Linked DNA regions of Ovis aries: region 2 is linked to region 1. Evidence: chromatin contacts called from public Hi-C data. All regions are on one chromosome and are shown on one strand. The core of a region is the stretch at or near the end of the contact, and the rest is flanking DNA. Distances in the headings are between cores, read along the strand shown. Region 1 holds the start of ZBTB16 (zinc finger and BTB domain containing 16). Region 2 overlaps ZBTB16 (zinc finger and BTB domain containing 16).

Region 1 (7,957 bases), core at 4,048-6,547:
CCAGATGCAAAAAGAACGCAAAGAGCTTAGTGAAGACTGGGCGAAAGGAATTCCCTGGCAGTCCTACTACTGAAGGCAGACGTTCAATCCTCGGTCAGGGAACTAAGATTCTGTAAGCCACTTGACGTGATCTAAAAATTGATAAAATAAAAATCGAAAAAAAAATTTTTTTTAAAGGAACTGGGCGCCTAAGTTCCCCCATGTTCAGGAAAGACCCCAAGGTCTCTCAACAGACCTGGAAAGTGATCTTTCCAGGGATTTTTTTCACAAATAGCAAAGAGAACAAGGGAGCCAGGCCCCAGGACTAGGGGACAGCTGGGAACGAAGGCGGGGCGGAGGCCAGAAATTCCGGGAGGGGGTGACGGGCGCAGAGGGGCCTACCTGTGCTGCTCCACGGCCTCGTTGTCAGGAAGCTCCACGCCACATACACTGCACTGCTCCCCGACAGTGCGGCTCTCGGCCTTCATGCCCACAGCCAGCTCCCCCAGCTTGCTGAACAGCTCCCGCTGGATGAAGCCCTGGGGCAGCAGACCCCCGTAGGTGCTGAAGTCCATGGAGACAGCCAGGGCGGGCTGCACGTGGAGGCCCGAGGTCACCGAGGACGGCATGCTGAGCACGGCATCGGCCTTGTGGTTGGGCAACACGGAGTAGAGTCCCAGGTGCTTCTCAGCTGGGGGCGCAGGGGGCTCCAGTCGGCCGGGGGGGCCCTGGCCGGCCTCGACCGGAGGCGGCAGCTGCTCAGCACTCTCCTCACGTCCGTAGTGCAGCTCCCTGGCGCTGGTGATGACGCTGCTCCGAGTAGGGGTTCCGGGCCCTTCTTTGCCCCTTTCTTCCACCTTGTCCCCCATCCCAGCTGAGATGCTAGACTCCGCGGTCCCAGGGCTTTCCTGGCCGGGCACCTCATCCACTTGCATCATCTCCGGCTTCACCTCAGCCACCGCAGGGTGCCGCCCACCCCCGGCCAGGGTCGGCTCCTCGGGCCCGGCGGGCGGCTGAAGAGCCCCCTGCAGGAGAGACTGTCCTATGGTCATCAGACTGTCCACTGCCGCCTTGGTGGGACTCATGGCGGAAAGGCCAAATGAGGTGGAGACGGAAGGGCTCTGGTCCACCATGGGCCCAGGGAGGCTCTGGGCCGCCACACTGGCATAGCCACTCTCCTCGCTGGAATGCTTCGAGATGAAGATGTTCTTCAGGTATCGCGCCTTGCGGTCCTCTTCCTCCTCGGCCCCGCCCTCCGCCATGGTGGCCTCCGTGTCGTTGTCATCTGAGGCCTGGATGGTCTCCAGGATCTTCAGGCACTGCTCCTCCAGGTACTCGATCTCCAGGATCTCGGCAGCGTACAGCAGGTCATCCAGGTCCTCCGCCTTGGCTTGCAGCGTGGCCGTGTATGCATACTCCAGAATCTGCTGGAAGGTCTTGGGAGACAGGAAGTCCAAAGTATAGTGCTGGCTGTTGCGGTGGAAGAGGATCTCAAACATCTTGCTGGTGCAGGCCAGCACAGTCCGGTGGGCGTGGAACTCCTGGCTGTCCACCATGATGACCACATCGCACAGCGTCCCGGCCAGCCGCATCTGGTTGGCCTTGCACAGGAGCCCCGTGGGGTGGCTAGGGTTCTGCAGCTGGATCATGCCCATCTTTGTCAGATCCATGGTGCTCCCCGAGGCTTAGGCATGAGGCTCTCTTTCCTTCCTGGCTCTGCGTGGCGGGGCAGGGTGCGTTTCCTGGGCCAATGGCAAGGGCTAGAGGGGAGAAATGAGGAAAGAGGCAAAAGAGATGCAAGAACAAAAGATAGATTAGTTACTGTCCCTAAAAGTAAGAATTCAATCAATAGCCCCTGCCCCAAACCTGCAGCAAGACAGTCCTGGAGATTTTAACAGGGGGGAAGGGCTTCCTAGAAATCTACATGACTGCCTTTACAGGCCCAAGAATGATGGGAGTAAAGAGAAGGTTCTGCTGTATAACACAGGCCTAATTCACTGGTCTATGACATCTGTTAGAAGAAGTAAAATGAAAATTACTGTGGAGTCTTGTGAGTCCTGAGCTTTAAATCTGAGCGTGGGGGGCTCCTGTGCAAAGTCAACATTGATTGTGAGAAGATGCCCAGTGCTTAACTTAAATGAGTAAGAATTTAACCCCCTCTTCTAGTCAGTGTAAGCACTCAACTTCACTTTCAACCCCCTGTGCAGCAAATCTCATCTTCAAAACAAAGTTTCTCTAAATCCTGCCTCATTGTGGTAGCCCCAGGAACAACACCTAGCCAAGCTGGGGCTAGCAGCCTAGAGTAGCAGCTCAAAGAAATCTACAGGCAAGGTTCTCCTCCTCCAGCCCACCTTTTCACTCTCAGTTAATGCCTTCCTGGGTTTCTACCCTTCCACTCTTCTCAGGGTTGCCAATGGCTGATGAACCCACGCCCTGACCCTCTCCTTAAGCCCTAAGAGAAATACACACACATAGTCTATGAACTAGCTTGGCTCACTCCCAATCATGGGTACCTCAAAGTGACTGTATAAGTAATCCAAAACCTCAGCTGTGTAGTGTGCATGTATGTGCGTGCACCAGCCAAAGAAACAGAAACAGTTAACACACGTGCGTGCGTGCATGCTCAGTCGTGTCCAACTCTTTGTGACCCCATGACTGTAGCCTGCCGGGCTCCTGACCACGGAGTTTTCCAGACAAGACTACTGGAGTGTGTTGCCATTTCCTCCTCCAGCGGATCTTCCCCACCCAGGGGTTGAACCCACGTCTCCTGCATCTCCTGCATTAACAGGTGATTCTTTACCACTGCACTACCTGGGAAGTCCCAAGCACACGTGTCCACACTTACATTACGTGCCACACTTATATAATGTGCTGCACTTATCTCCTGCCCACAAGTGCCCAGTAGTGAGGAGGACCTGTAATATGCAGGCTAGGGATTGAAGGGCCTACAGAGAGATCCTAGAAAACAGGTACCCCTAAAGCCAGGAGTGCATGTGCTGGGAACACAAACCCCCAGGATCTCCCACAGGCTCCCGGGAGTGGGCAAGTCCCATGACCCAAAGAGGAATTGATGCTGGACTGCTACACCTGGCTCCAAGGGGTGAGAGGTGATATTGGCACCAGCATCTATGGTGTGAGTTACCAGCATGAAGGGAAGATTGAGCTGGAGACAAAGGCCTCTCTCCAAGTGCTCTTTGCGATCAGTAACAGGGCTCTGGGTCTCCCAAACCTGTCTAAAGCGTGTCTGAAAGATCTCACAGGCCCAAGTCCCTCCCAGCCTCGGCCTTGCTGTGGCCAATATTGCTGTGAAATCAATTGGGAGCAACGCAGAGCAAGGGCTCTTCCTCTTGGAACACTGCTGGCCTCCGCCCCCAAAGGGAACCCTATTGACTCCAGGCCACAAATCTTACTTAGAAAGGGTTAACAGGGCAGTCAATCAAGAAGACACTTCTGCTCCCCACCCTGGGGTGAGAACGGAGGCCATGGGGGGGGGGGGGTGACCATTCACAAGCGCCTTGCCACCATGCGCTTTCCCCGCAGACTTTGGGTTTCAGAGAACTAGGAGGTAGGAATCGAAAGAATGGAAGCTAGTCTACCCGAATTCCTTCCCCAAAGCAAGCACCGTGGGTCCTGAAGGAAATCAGGGTGCCCTGATCAGCCGTCCCCGAAACCCGAGGCTCGGCGCCCGGGAGCCGGCTGGTGCTGGCTGCAGCGCCGTGCCCCTCGTCACGGCGGAAAGCCAGCGCTAACCAGCTCGAGCTCCGGGGATCGATCGCGCGCTCACACCTTCCCGCCCCTCACCCCCCACCCCGTTTCCAGCCACCCCCTCCGGAGACTTGGAGACGACTTCAGCAAACTTGGGGAAGCAACTTTTCCGGGGAAACCAGATGGCAACGAGAAAGGGAGCTGGGTTAGGAAAGAAGAAAAGCGAAAGAGACCCGGGCGAAAGGCAAGAGTTCAGGCGGGCCGAATGCTGGGGCGAGAGAGGCGAGAAGGCGGACTCGCCTTGAGGCGAAGGGGAAGCACAAAAGCCCGACGAGTTGTGGGAGGAAAGGCGAGAAGGGATCTGAGGGCCCTCTCTCTCCAACCCAGGGCGGGGATCCCCGCGAGCGGCGGACAAGGTCCCCGGCCTCGGGCGGGTGGCGCCAGCAGCAGGCGCGCCCGGCCCAGGCACGTTGCGAGCGTTCCGGGGAGCGGCCAGCGAGTCGGTGCTGAGCGCGTCTGTGCGTTCCAGCGGGTCCGCGGGCCGGCGAGATCGTGCGCATTTCGAGCGCGTGCGGGAGTGTTCGAGGGGCTGTGAGAGCGAGCTGCCGGCGCGCAGGGGTGGGAAAGGCATCCCGAACGCATCAGGTGCAGAGCGGAGCACCCACCGAGCGCGGCCGGGAGCGCACAGCGAGCTCCGGCGCCACAGCCGGTCCCGCCGAGAGCCGAGGAGGGCCCGGAGCGCTGGAGACACTCCAGCGCTCCACCACGGAGCCCCTCCCCCCCAAAACCGGGGGGATCAAGTCCAATCAAGAAAAAGGAGCCCACCACGTTTTCCAAAGAGAAACAAAACCCAAGTGACTCCCAGTCCGGCTCCCCTCCGCCCCCAAAACCACTCCTCCGATCCTAGCTTCCCAGCTGGCGGGAGAATAAACACACAAATAAACCACAGCCCTATCTCGCGCCCGCGCACCGGTCGGCATACATATGAGCACCCACAGGCTCCCGGCTCCTCCGCCGGCCCCTGGTGGTACAAAGCCTCCTATTCCCAGCCCTGCGCTTGTGACCCCCGGCCCCGCAGACCGCTCTGGCCCCCACTTCTCACCCCGACTGTGCCCTGGAGTGGAAAGGTTGGGGAGGCAACTGCGCCCAAGCTGACAGCCAGGGCTCCCCCTTCCAGCCGACCCCCAACCGCCGGCGGCGACGGCTGCAGCAGCAGGAAGGGAACAAGCCGAATAAAATAAGGCAGAAGCCCAGCGGTCGAGTGGCCGAAGCGAGCGCGCCCCCCCCCCCCCCCAGACCTCTCCAGCCCTGGGGTGCCTGGGCGCAGAGCTATCTCTGGGCAGTGCGCCTCTCCCTGGCCTCCAACTCACCGCTGCCGAGCCGGGTGCCGTGGGGTGGGTGTGCGTGCCTCTTGGGGGTGTGTGCCTCTGTCTGGGAGGGGTGTTGCTGGGGAACTGTTGCTCTCGGTATCACGGCGGTAGCGGCGGCATCGCCCGGCAGTTCGCAGTACCCGCTCTCATCGCCCTCAACTCCTCTGTGCTGCGAGGTTAGCAAATCACCACCGGCTGCGGCGCCTCCGCCGCGTCCCACGTCAACGCCGAGCCCCCTCCCCTGCGAGGCCCCGGCGCCTCTCCATCTTTAGTGCTGGCGGCCGAGCCCGGCTCCCTGCCCACAGCTGCCCCCCTTCCCTCCCCCCTCCCGCGCCGTTCCCCGGCTCAGCCCGCCCACCCCCCCGCACTGGCCGAGCCCGCGCGCGCTCTCCGCCCCACCCCTCCCCTCCCCTGCAGTCCCCCTCCCTTCCCCGCGCGCCGCGCGCCGGGCTTCGCCTGACATCTAGCTGCTGCTGGGGCGCTGGCGGCCGCCGCTCACCGGCCAGGCGGAGAGGAGAGGAGGAGCTCGTGGAGAGGCGCACCAGGGATTTGGGCGTCTCAGTGGGGGCAGTGGAGATGAGGGGCGAGGAGCTGCCCCCATCTTCAACCCCCAGAATTTTAATCTCCAGTGGGAACAGGTTTTGTGTTTCCCTGCTGCTTCCAGGCTCAGAATTTTGTTCTCCCAACGTTTGCCCCATGAGTGCGTGTCATCTCGCCTTTCACTTTTTTCTCGGGGCTCGGGACGGCACCCCTCGACCCCGCCGTCGTCTTTAGAAGCTCGTTTTCATGGTACCCAAGCCCAGCGCTTTGGGGCCTCCAGGCCTTCTGAGCATCCAGACTGCGATTCGCCTCCAGGCGCAGAGTTCGCGGGCCCAGGGGAACCGAGTGCCAGAGGCTCCCGCGGGGATCTGTCGTCGAGGGGAGACGCCCCCATTTTAGCTGTCGCGACCCCTGGAGGCCAAGATCGAGGCGCGAGGGAAACTTCTTGCCAGTCTTGAGCATCCGCTAAACTTCCCCCCCGCCCTTTGCGCCGCCGCCCCCCTTCCCCCCGCCCCCGGCCCCCAGGGAACCTTGGCTGGAAGCAATTCCGCAAGAACTGAGCTCAGTTCGGGACAAAGTCTTCAGGGGGCGGCGAGTGAGAGCCTGGAGAAGCTCCAGGCTCCCCAAAGTGCCTCCTCTCTGCTGATCGCTCCACTTTAGAGGGCGGAGCTGAGGTCAGGAATCCCTAGAGCAACCAGAAGACATGCGCCCTTCCGCGGGCTGCGGAGAGCCCCCATCTTCACCCTTTCCTTGGAACTTGGCGAAGGTGGTGGGCGAGAGGTGGAAAACGCCCTTCTTCTGGGCACACACCTTGACTTCCGGCTAGGGTGAGGGTAGTGGTGGAGAGCGCCCTCGCTGGGTCTCCAGACAGTCGTCCCTGGAGGTCATACAATCTTCGCAATGCGGGGCTTCAATCACGGAATCTGGAGTCCCCACCCTGTCCCTGACAAGGGGGTGGGTCAAAGGCTTCCCACCAGACACGCATGAGTGTATCCCGATGCGCCCTCTGGCACTGCCCCAAACCGAGGGTCAGGCCCCAAGAATTAAAGCGTCTTGGAAGATGGCAGAAGCCCGCTAGAGGCAAAAATCCACTTCCGGCCTGGCAAGGCCAGCTGGCCAGAGTTTCCATCAGAACTGAGCCGAGTTCACAAGAGCTGCTAACGGACCAGACCCGAGAACAGGCAGCTCCATCCCAGCAAGCCCGTCCTTGTCTCCTCGCAGGAAAAGTGCTCAGACCTGCCTGCAGGAGTCGGGGGAGAGAAGCCACTTGAAAGTGAAGAAAGGGAGTTAGTTACACCGCAGTGTCTGACGGATGCCAGGGAAAACCCAGTCCCTGGGTATTCTGATGAACAATAAAGAGCAGTCTATGATAGGGCTACTTTTCTAGCTAAGATCTACAGTCTGTAAGAGGAAAGAAATTTAAGGAAAGTTGAGAAAGAACTGGTGTGATAAACAACAAGGATTTACTGTGTCGTACAAATGGCTCAGAGGTTAAAGCATCTGCCTGGAATGCAGGAGACCCGGCTCGATCCCTGAGTTGGGAAGATCCCCTGGACAAGGAAATGGCAACCCACTCCAGTACTCTTGCCTGGAGAATCCCATGGAGGGAGGAGCCTGGCAGGCTACAGTCCATGGGGTCGCAAAGAGTCGGACTCGACTGAGTGACTTGAGGACGACGAGGACGACAGGACCACGAGGACGACAGGTAACTATAGGGGTTTCTGGTTGGCTCAGACCGGAAAGAATCTGCCTGCAGTGCAGGAGACCCAGGTTCAGTCCTGGGGTGGGGAAGGTCCCCTGGAGAAGGGAATGGCTCCCCACCCCAGTATCTTGCCTGGAGAATTCCATGGACAGAGGAGCCTGGCAGGCTACAGTCCATGGGGTTGCAGAGTCGGACACAACTGAGAGACAACACACACACACACAGAACTATATTAAGTATCTTGTAATGACCTGTAATGGAAAAAATCTAAATATATGTATAACTGCATCACTTTGCTATGCACCTGAAGCTAACAATATTGTAAATCAACTACAATCCAATTTTTAAAAAAGAACTGATCCGCAAGGAGAACAAGAGGAGAGAGATGGAAGGAGAGAGGATGGTCCTAGCACCTCACCAGGGAAATAGAAGGAAGCATTTAACTGAAGCATTTAGCTTCTGCCTAGATAGTACCTTCCGAAGGTTGCTACCTCTCTCCACGTCCACCTACTAGCCCCTCCTGAGTGCGGTAAGAGGCGAAGCACACAATTAACCCCTGATCTAATCTCCTATTAATCCTCAATCAGAGGCAGGGAGACTCTCTGGGGAAACAATGGGAAAGAAGAAATCCTCTGTGGCCCTGGACCCCTCCCCCCCAACC
Region 2 (7,957 bases), core at 3,149-5,648, 71 kb before region 1:
ATGGATAATCTCACAGTTCTACAGGCAGAGAGTTCAAAGTGGGTCCCCCTGGGCTAAAATCACAGTGTGGGCAGGCCAGTGTTCCTCCTGGAGAGCCTAGGGGAGAGTCTGTTCCCTCACCTTTCTCAGCTTCCAGGGGCAGCCCTCACTCCCTGGCCTATGGCCCCTTCCTCCATCCTCAAGGCCAGCAACTCCAGGCTGTTTCTCCCAGGCTGCCATCTCTCTGGCTCTCTGCTTCCATCCCCGTATCTCCTGTTCTGACTCTGACACTGACTCTTCTGCCTCCCTTTCCGACATCTTAAGGCCTTTGTGATTACTCTGATTATCTTGGACCCACTTGAATAATCCAAGATACCTCTCTGTCTCAAAGTCAGCTGATTAGCTGTCTTAGTTCCCCCACTGCCAGTAACATCTTCACAGTTCCCAGGGAGGACACAGACATCACGGAGGGTGGGAGGCACTATCCTGCCTGCCATATTCATTAACCATACGACTTCAGGAGTGAGTTTTTGTCTGACACCATGATCTGCTGCTGGTGTCCATACTTGCCATCACACCAGCCCATAAGGCTTTGCTAAGGAGAAGGAGGAGTGCCTCATATCACCTTAGTGATGCCCCCAGACAACACCTGGTGAATTTCTGAAGCACTGGAATCCAGGCTGTACTGACAGATCCATAGGCTACATCTACCTCTGTGTACACACATGTGCAAGTACGTGTGTGTGTGTGTAGTGTGCGGCCTTAACCCGAGAGAAGGGATTATAGCATATACATCTTTGACTCTTCCAGAGTATCCAGCACATCTCTAGATACAGAATAAGACACTCAACACTGGCGCCTTATCTGACCCCTGAACCAATGATCCCATGAGTAATGTGGATTACTCAAATCCCAGAATCAGGGAACTTCTAAATCTTAAGCTTTAGAATTAACCTGAAAGGTATTCATGTAAAAACACAAGGCAGTGTTTATTATAAAACAAATACTTAGTAAAAGTTTTCCCTCTTAATTCTCTCTCTGGTTACATTTCTTTTATCCGTCATCATTGTTTACTTCCCAGATGGGGGAAGTGTTGGCAGCTCAGTCATGTCTGACTCTTTGCGACCCCGTGGACTGTAGCCCGCCAGGGTCCTCTGTCCATGGGATTCTCCAGGAAAGAATACTGGAGTCAGTTGCCATTCCCTTCTCCAGGGGATCTTTCCAACCCAGGTATCTTGCACTGCAGGCAGGTTCTTTACCATTTGAGCCAGGAGGGGGCTAATCAAAATATGAGTAAAGACCAATAATGATGCTTTAAGAACACGAGGATTTCAATTTTTCTGGCCTTGCCTATATCCATCCCACCCAACAACCTGGTGAGCCGCAAATGCTGACATGTTAAATACCTTCACTGTGCAGCCAATCCCAGGTAGAAAATGCTGCGCTCAGTTTCTCTGGAGGGCCATCATCTGGCCCCATTCCCATCTGTTAAAAATAAGAAATAATCCTTTCCTCGTCTTCATAACTGAAGACACAGCTGAGCTTGTGCGTCTAGAAGCCCAGAAGCCCTCTACACTTTGCCTGCCCTGTGCCACCACAGAGTCTGAAGATGGAAAAAGAGGAAAGATGAGGGAGAAAGGAGGACAGAGGAAGACCCAATGCAAAGCTGTAGTGAGGAAATACAGCTCTGTTTGGTGGTAATGCAACCAGGGTTGGGAGAACAAATCAAAGCCACTGGAGGTTTGCAAATCACTCTCTCCCTGGACCTCCTTTGGCACCAAGAGCAAACATCAGGCACAGAGCAGAAGCAGATACAGTGAAATGCCACTGTTGCTGAGCCCCGCTGATAAAGCGTGGGGTCCACGTGCAGACTACGGGAAGTGACTTTCACAGATCCACCCCAGCCAAGGGAAAGCTGTCCTGAGCCCGTGGTGGGGCCCAGCCAGGCCTGCTCCTGTGTCTCAGAAGCTGCACACAAACCCACCATGCTCTCCACACCAGGGCTCTCTGGGCACTGGAAAAAAGACCCAGGCTGCCCTCCCAACACCCGTGGGAGACCTAAGTACTCTGCCAGCTTGTAGGGGCTGCCGGGGAGAGTTCCATGGGCCAACTACCCCAGGGACCATAACAGCACGGCCAGAAATCCGGTCTGCGATGCTGCTATAGTCATGATACGTGTCTGAGGGCCACCAGGCCAATCCAGCCGAACACCTGTGCCAGAGGAGCAATTTCCACGGACGCTGACCTGCCAAGAGACTCGTGTCTCCTTCCTGGAGGCTTGGACCTAACAAGCCAGGGCCAAGACCACCCAGGCCCCATTTTCCAGCCTGACACTTGGGGTCACTGAAGGGACCTCAGTAAGAGGGCCTGGGAGGAAAATACCATCAACCTGATGGCTCCTCACAGTAAGACCTTCAGCCCTAAGCTCAGGCCTTGAAAGGCAAGAGCCCCTGGGGCTCTGTGCTGGACCTCAAACTCATGATTGCATTTTGAAATCCAAGATGAGAGTAGCCTTTGGAAAGACTGGGCCACATCCTCTGGTGGGTGCTCAGCAAAGGCAGCATGGCAGGAAACAGAGATGGAGGCCTTCAAGTGGAGAGCCCAGAGGGCACCCTGCCAGCACACCTCCCCAGGGGCTGACCAGAGAGACCCACTGCCAGGAGGGGTGGGGCGGAGCTGGTGAGCAGCCAACTCCTCCGGTTCAGGACATTAATTAGGATCGGAAAGTGTACCCCACACATCGTGTAAATGGACCCATTCACCAAGAGAGCACAAACACCTCGGCAAGGCAGGGCAGCGATGGGCTTTGTGAAGAAAGGAGACGAGAGATGGACAGGCAACGCTTTTGATTTTGGAGAGATCTGGAAGGTTACCAGCCCTGTGCGTAGCTGCACTATAAAAAGAGTCAGACACTAAGTATTTCCTTTCCCATAAAATATTCATTGCCGCATGGAAGAGCCAAGAAGCCGAAACCTCAAGCATGTCTAACTTTGTGCTGCAGTAATAACAGAGTTTTATAGGAACCTTCTGATTGTATTTATACCAGGCTATAAATACAGTTCCATCTGAGAGAGAGGACAGGAGACACAGCTAGCCCCCCACAGAGGATGCACTGGAATGAGAAAGACCCCAAGTACATCCACGATTCCAATGAGCATCTCAGCTAGAACACGTCAGATGGAGAGATCCGTGGTACCCATCCTCCTTAAAGAAGTATGTGCAGAGAAGCCTGGACTCTTCTCACAAAAAAATGCTTGGGATGTACTGAAAACCTGGGTTAAAAACGGCACTGCTCTTGCTTAACAACGGAACAATGTCCCAAATGCCTGATGTTTACTCAGCTCTTTGTAATTTACAGAGTGCTTTCCCATCCGTTGATCCCTCCAAACAAGCCTACACAGAGCAGCATGGGTGCTGTTTTCTCTATGAGCCTCGGGGAGGTTAAGCAACTTATCCAAGGTCACACAGCTAGAAGGTAGCAAACCCTGATGAGATGCAGGGCACCTGGCTCCACCTCCAGCCCTCTTTCCTGCAGTCACCCCTTCTGATGGACACTGGAAGGCAGATCTCTAAAAATTCCACTTGATGACCCCATGCTTCGGCTGCATGACTTCACCCCCTGTGTCTTACAGGGACAACTTTTCCCATATGAAATAATGAACCCCTGCCAGAGGTTGCCATGGACTGGTAAATTGCACATTAAACCAAGCGATAAACATCTTTTCTTCAACTACTCATTCGCATTCACCATACATACGACACACAGACTTCATTTAACTAGATCCTTACAGCATTCTAGACATAAAGGGTGTGGCTTAATAAAATGACATGTAACAATTTCAGAGCATTTGACACTGAAGTTTGAGTTGAGCTTAAGTTCACAGTAAATAAATTTATTCTAGTAAGACAGGCCCCAGTCTTCCTAACTCCCCCAAACCAGTTGGATTTTGCTCAAAAGACTTTTTTAGTATATGAATCCACTGACTTCCAGGGACGTCCTCAGAGAGTCAAAGATGCAGAGTATGCGAAATCCCCATCATTCGCCCTTGGGTACACCCACCAAACCCAGAGCAGACAGACACCGCCAAAGGCTCGCTCGGGGCCATTCAAAACCAATGAACATGTCTGCCTACTCCAGAAGCACTTTAATGTGTTCCAAGGCCAGACCATCCGTGACCTGCAATAAGTATAACAAATTCTGCCTCAACAGAAAGTTCTGGAAAGTCTCTGAGAATTTAGATCGGGTCGTAAAGACAAAGAGAAAGGGGTAAACTGTGGCCTCCTCAGGGATTATTTATTCTGCTTAGCTCAATCTAAAGCTAGTGTGGCCCTAATGGTTTTTAATGGTCCTAAATGATTCAATGAATCTGGGCATTCACTGATGGGCCATCTGGGGACAGGCCTGCCTATCTGCAAACTGGCAGGCTTCCCTATTTGTTCTGCAGAACAATAAATGTCAATGAATTAGAGGCTTCAATAATTCAGTACATTTCCAGCACCTGATTCTTCGGAAAAACCAGACCCATGAAAACAAAATATTTTGTGTGCAAGTCAGTAAGACCTTTTGGACAAAAGTGTTCAAAGATGTATCTTAAACTGGCACCTCTCAATCTCAGCATTATGGACATTTTAGACCAAACAATTACTTGTATTTACGGAGTGGGGGTGAGGAGGAAGACTGCCCTGATGGTTGTAGGGAGCTCAGAAGTGGCCATGATCTCTACCCACTTACATACCAGTAACAGCTTCCCTCAGTTTCGAGAACCAAAAATATCTCCACACGTTGCCTGGTGTGCCCTGGGAGACAAAATTGTCCCTGGGTAGGAACCACCTTCTTGGAGTACATATTAATTCAAACCAGTTCTACATGTTCCACATGACATGTACAATCATAGGTAATAGCCAAAGGCTAGCTCTCATACGCTGTCAAAGGATTTAAATATCTCACTACATGGTACTTACAAAGAAAATGTACTACTTCAGTTTTGCAAAGCACTTCCGCAGAGCTCATACCCAAAGGATTTTCTAGTTAAGCCTCAGTTAGCCAAAAAACAGCTTCATCCCGAAATATTCCAGTTAACTCTTGTTTTATTACATAAGTGTACACATGCACACACAGAATCACCTTAAGCTACGCTTATTTAGCCTCAGAAAAGGATTCAACTACCAGCTCACTTCTAGGATCGAATAGGGGGCTGAACGCATCTATTTTATTTAGGAGCAAGAATTGGGAAGGCAACTGCAGAGAAGAGAAAATGAAGTTTTGATCACCTCACTGGATACTGTCCTCTCGGGTGTCCAGGGCTCACTAGTAAAAGCCACTGCAAGCCTGGAGACTGCTGTCTATCTGAGTTCACACTCAGCCCCAACACAAGGCTCACACAGCTCTCTATATGCATATACGTGAAAGCGCACACCCACGCACTGTGTGAATGCATGCCCATGCACTGATGCTGACACATATGAATCACACCTGGTCCAGCACAACCTCATGGCTCCTTTGGGTCACAGAGTCAGTCCTGGATTCAAAAGGGCCACATCTCAACTAACTTGACAAATGAAAGCGGAAGTGGCCGGGGGGGGGGGGCAAGTATAAAGATCACATACAAATCCATCGGCCCATCCAAGACCTTCCATCCTGCTGGGCCTCCGATAGGGCTGGACAGTTACTCAGCTCTCTTCAGAGACAAACGAACTGGGGACATCCAGATGCTTGCTCACCCCAAAGACCCAGGCAGTCACTAAGACAGCACGGTTCTCTCTGGGATCCGGCCACGCCCTGGTGACATTTACTTTTCCCCTCCACAAAGAGGGTGAGCTGACAAAGCCAAGAGGCCTCTCTCCCAAGCTAACAAGCAGAAACTTTTCGTAAGTGAGAGAAAAACAAGGCCTGCCTTTTCTGCAGCATCCTGCCTCTCTCCAGGACTACTGTTAAGAGACATGATTTCCACACACACCTTGCTCGTCCGAGGAAATCAATATGAAAATCAATTCATCCACTGATATATTTTATCAAGATACATGTGGCAATGCCACATTTCATTTACCGTGCAGCCCTCGGGAAGGCCAAGGTCACTGGCTAGAAAGCCGGCTGCAGGAGGGGGGCGGCCCCACACGCCGCTCCGGCTGCAAATAGAAAAGTGAATGAAATAGGAACAGAGATAGAACAGGGAGCCTGGGGATGCAACAATTACTGTATGGAGGAGGCGCAGCGCCGGGGCCAGCTTGTTTAAATGTGAAATAGTTGGGAGATTTAGAATTCTGAGTAATTTTTCTTCTGACCGTGGCAAACGCAGATGATTTTATGGGTGTGCCAGTCAGTAGAATATAAAATATTTGTGAGCAGGAAATGAAGAGGGAGGAAGAAAAAGCAGGTGGGAGGGTAGGGGTGGGGGGTGGGCGAGGGAGACCAGACAGGATCTGGCCAAGAGGGCCAAGACAAAGAATGAAAGGGAGCAGGCAGGAGGGCCACGGGACACGTGCTGGGCACGAGCGAATGGCAGGAAGCGAAGAGGAATTTCAATAAGCCTCAGGGAGGAAAATTATGATATCTGCATGGCTGCAAAGGGGCATATTTTTAGTAAATTTGAAAGTGATTTGCCACACACGGCACCATCCCACTCGGAGGGCTCTCTCCGCCGGCTCCGGTAGCTGCGCCCTGGATCAAATGTACTCGGTAATTGCAGAGTCACTGCTACCCTCTTACCTCTAAACAGAGCAGATTAAAATAGCATGAACAGCTATAATAACAGGTTTGGGATTCAGCTTTTTACAGCCAGAAAAATGCTTATGGAAATAAGGATTTTGCTGACTCTCTTCAAAGTGAAGTAAAGAAGAGAGACGTGAGCGGTCCCGGAGCCGCAGTGTGAACGGTACGGGCGGACGGGGTCCAAACGGGCTGGGGGGTGCAGCGCACCACCTCCCGAGCAGACCCCAGGCTCAAAGTCAAGGCTGCGGGACAGATTCTCGGCACCAGTAGAGGGCAAATGGCACATCAAGGGCAGACGGCAGGTGCGTGCCCCTTCCTGGGGAAGGCAAACTGCACTAACTCAGGCGACTTCTAAAGCAGCCCAAGGTTCTACTGGCCAGAACCCCAAACCAGATGCTCATTATTCTTGAGGAACTGAGCTTCATGTTACAAGCTCATGAGTGTCTCGGGAACACACCCAGGGTCCCAACTGCTGCTAACCCTCACTGAAGGCTGACTGTGGGCCAGGCGCTAAGAAGGGTTTCATGGCTTCACCTCACCAAACCCTCATAAGATCTCATACCCTAGGAACTAGCTGCTGTACCTTCCTCCCTTTTCATAGGTGAGAAAACTAAGGGTCAGGAGTTTGACTTATCTGCCTGAGATTCCTCAGCTAAAAGCATTGGAGCCGAGACTCAAAGCCAGAACTATCTGAGTCCAGAGGCTGGCATCTTCATCCCTCCCACTGTGACCTTGTGGATGGTGTGCCCCCTTCCCAGAACCAGGGCTCAGTCACCATTCATGGCCTCTGCAGAAGCAACTGGGGGTCTGAGCATCCAGCTTGCCTGCTGATAAGACAAGCACAAGCTAAGCTGCAGACTGCCCGGCCTCGGCCTGGGAGGGACTGCCCTCCCCTACCCCCAAAGAGGTGTTTCTGGGTGTTCCATGCATAGGGCAGGCATGAGGGCAAGCTGATGCCACAGCTCGCAGGAGCACCGTGCCTCCAAATCACTAACATCTCGGGATCCTCCAGCCTTCCTAAGAAAGGCGTGCGGCTCTAGAAGTGTCTCACTCCTTGCTGCAGCCATGGACACACTGAGCTAAAAAAGCAAGAGGCCTGATGGGGTGGGAACAGGGGACAAGAAATTAAGCTCCCAGAAAGGGAAAGAAATTGTCCACAGTCCTACGAGAACTAAGCAAGAAAGGCTTAGATCCAGGCAGGTATGAGTCCCAGTCCTGCACCCTTGCAGTCGGATCTTTATTAACTTGCCTCACATCACTAGTGATAGT

What was found. A called contact is a pair of places that touch in the nucleus more often than the background predicts.
Region 2: a Hi-C map of hypothalamus shows a contact between it and region 1, with 2.3 times the contacts expected there. The contact joins the enhancer-like site here to the promoter of ZBTB16 in region 1. A contact is called at or near these places in 2 of 16 Hi-C or Micro-C datasets (hypothalamus and tail adipose tissue).

The regions. Positions count from the first base shown.
Region 1 is chr15:24,301,572-24,309,528 of ARS-UI_Ramb_v3.0, reverse strand. ZBTB16 (zinc finger and BTB domain containing 16) reads right to left here and starts at 5,297. Exons shown (of 7, transcript XM_027979221.2): 1 at 5,055-5,297; 2 at 382-1,739. The coding sequence starts at 1,649.
Region 2 is chr15:24,371,997-24,379,953 of ARS-UI_Ramb_v3.0, reverse strand. The region is part of intron 2 of ZBTB16 (zinc finger and BTB domain containing 16); the gene reads right to left. Among named protein-coding and RNA genes, the nearest start is that of ZBTB16, 72 kb to the right of the region's middle. Within about 2 kb of position 4,398, at least 9 of the 54 cell types and tissues checked have an H3K27ac peak or open chromatin away from gene starts, as enhancers often do. A contact at or near this core is called in hypothalamus, where this site is marked.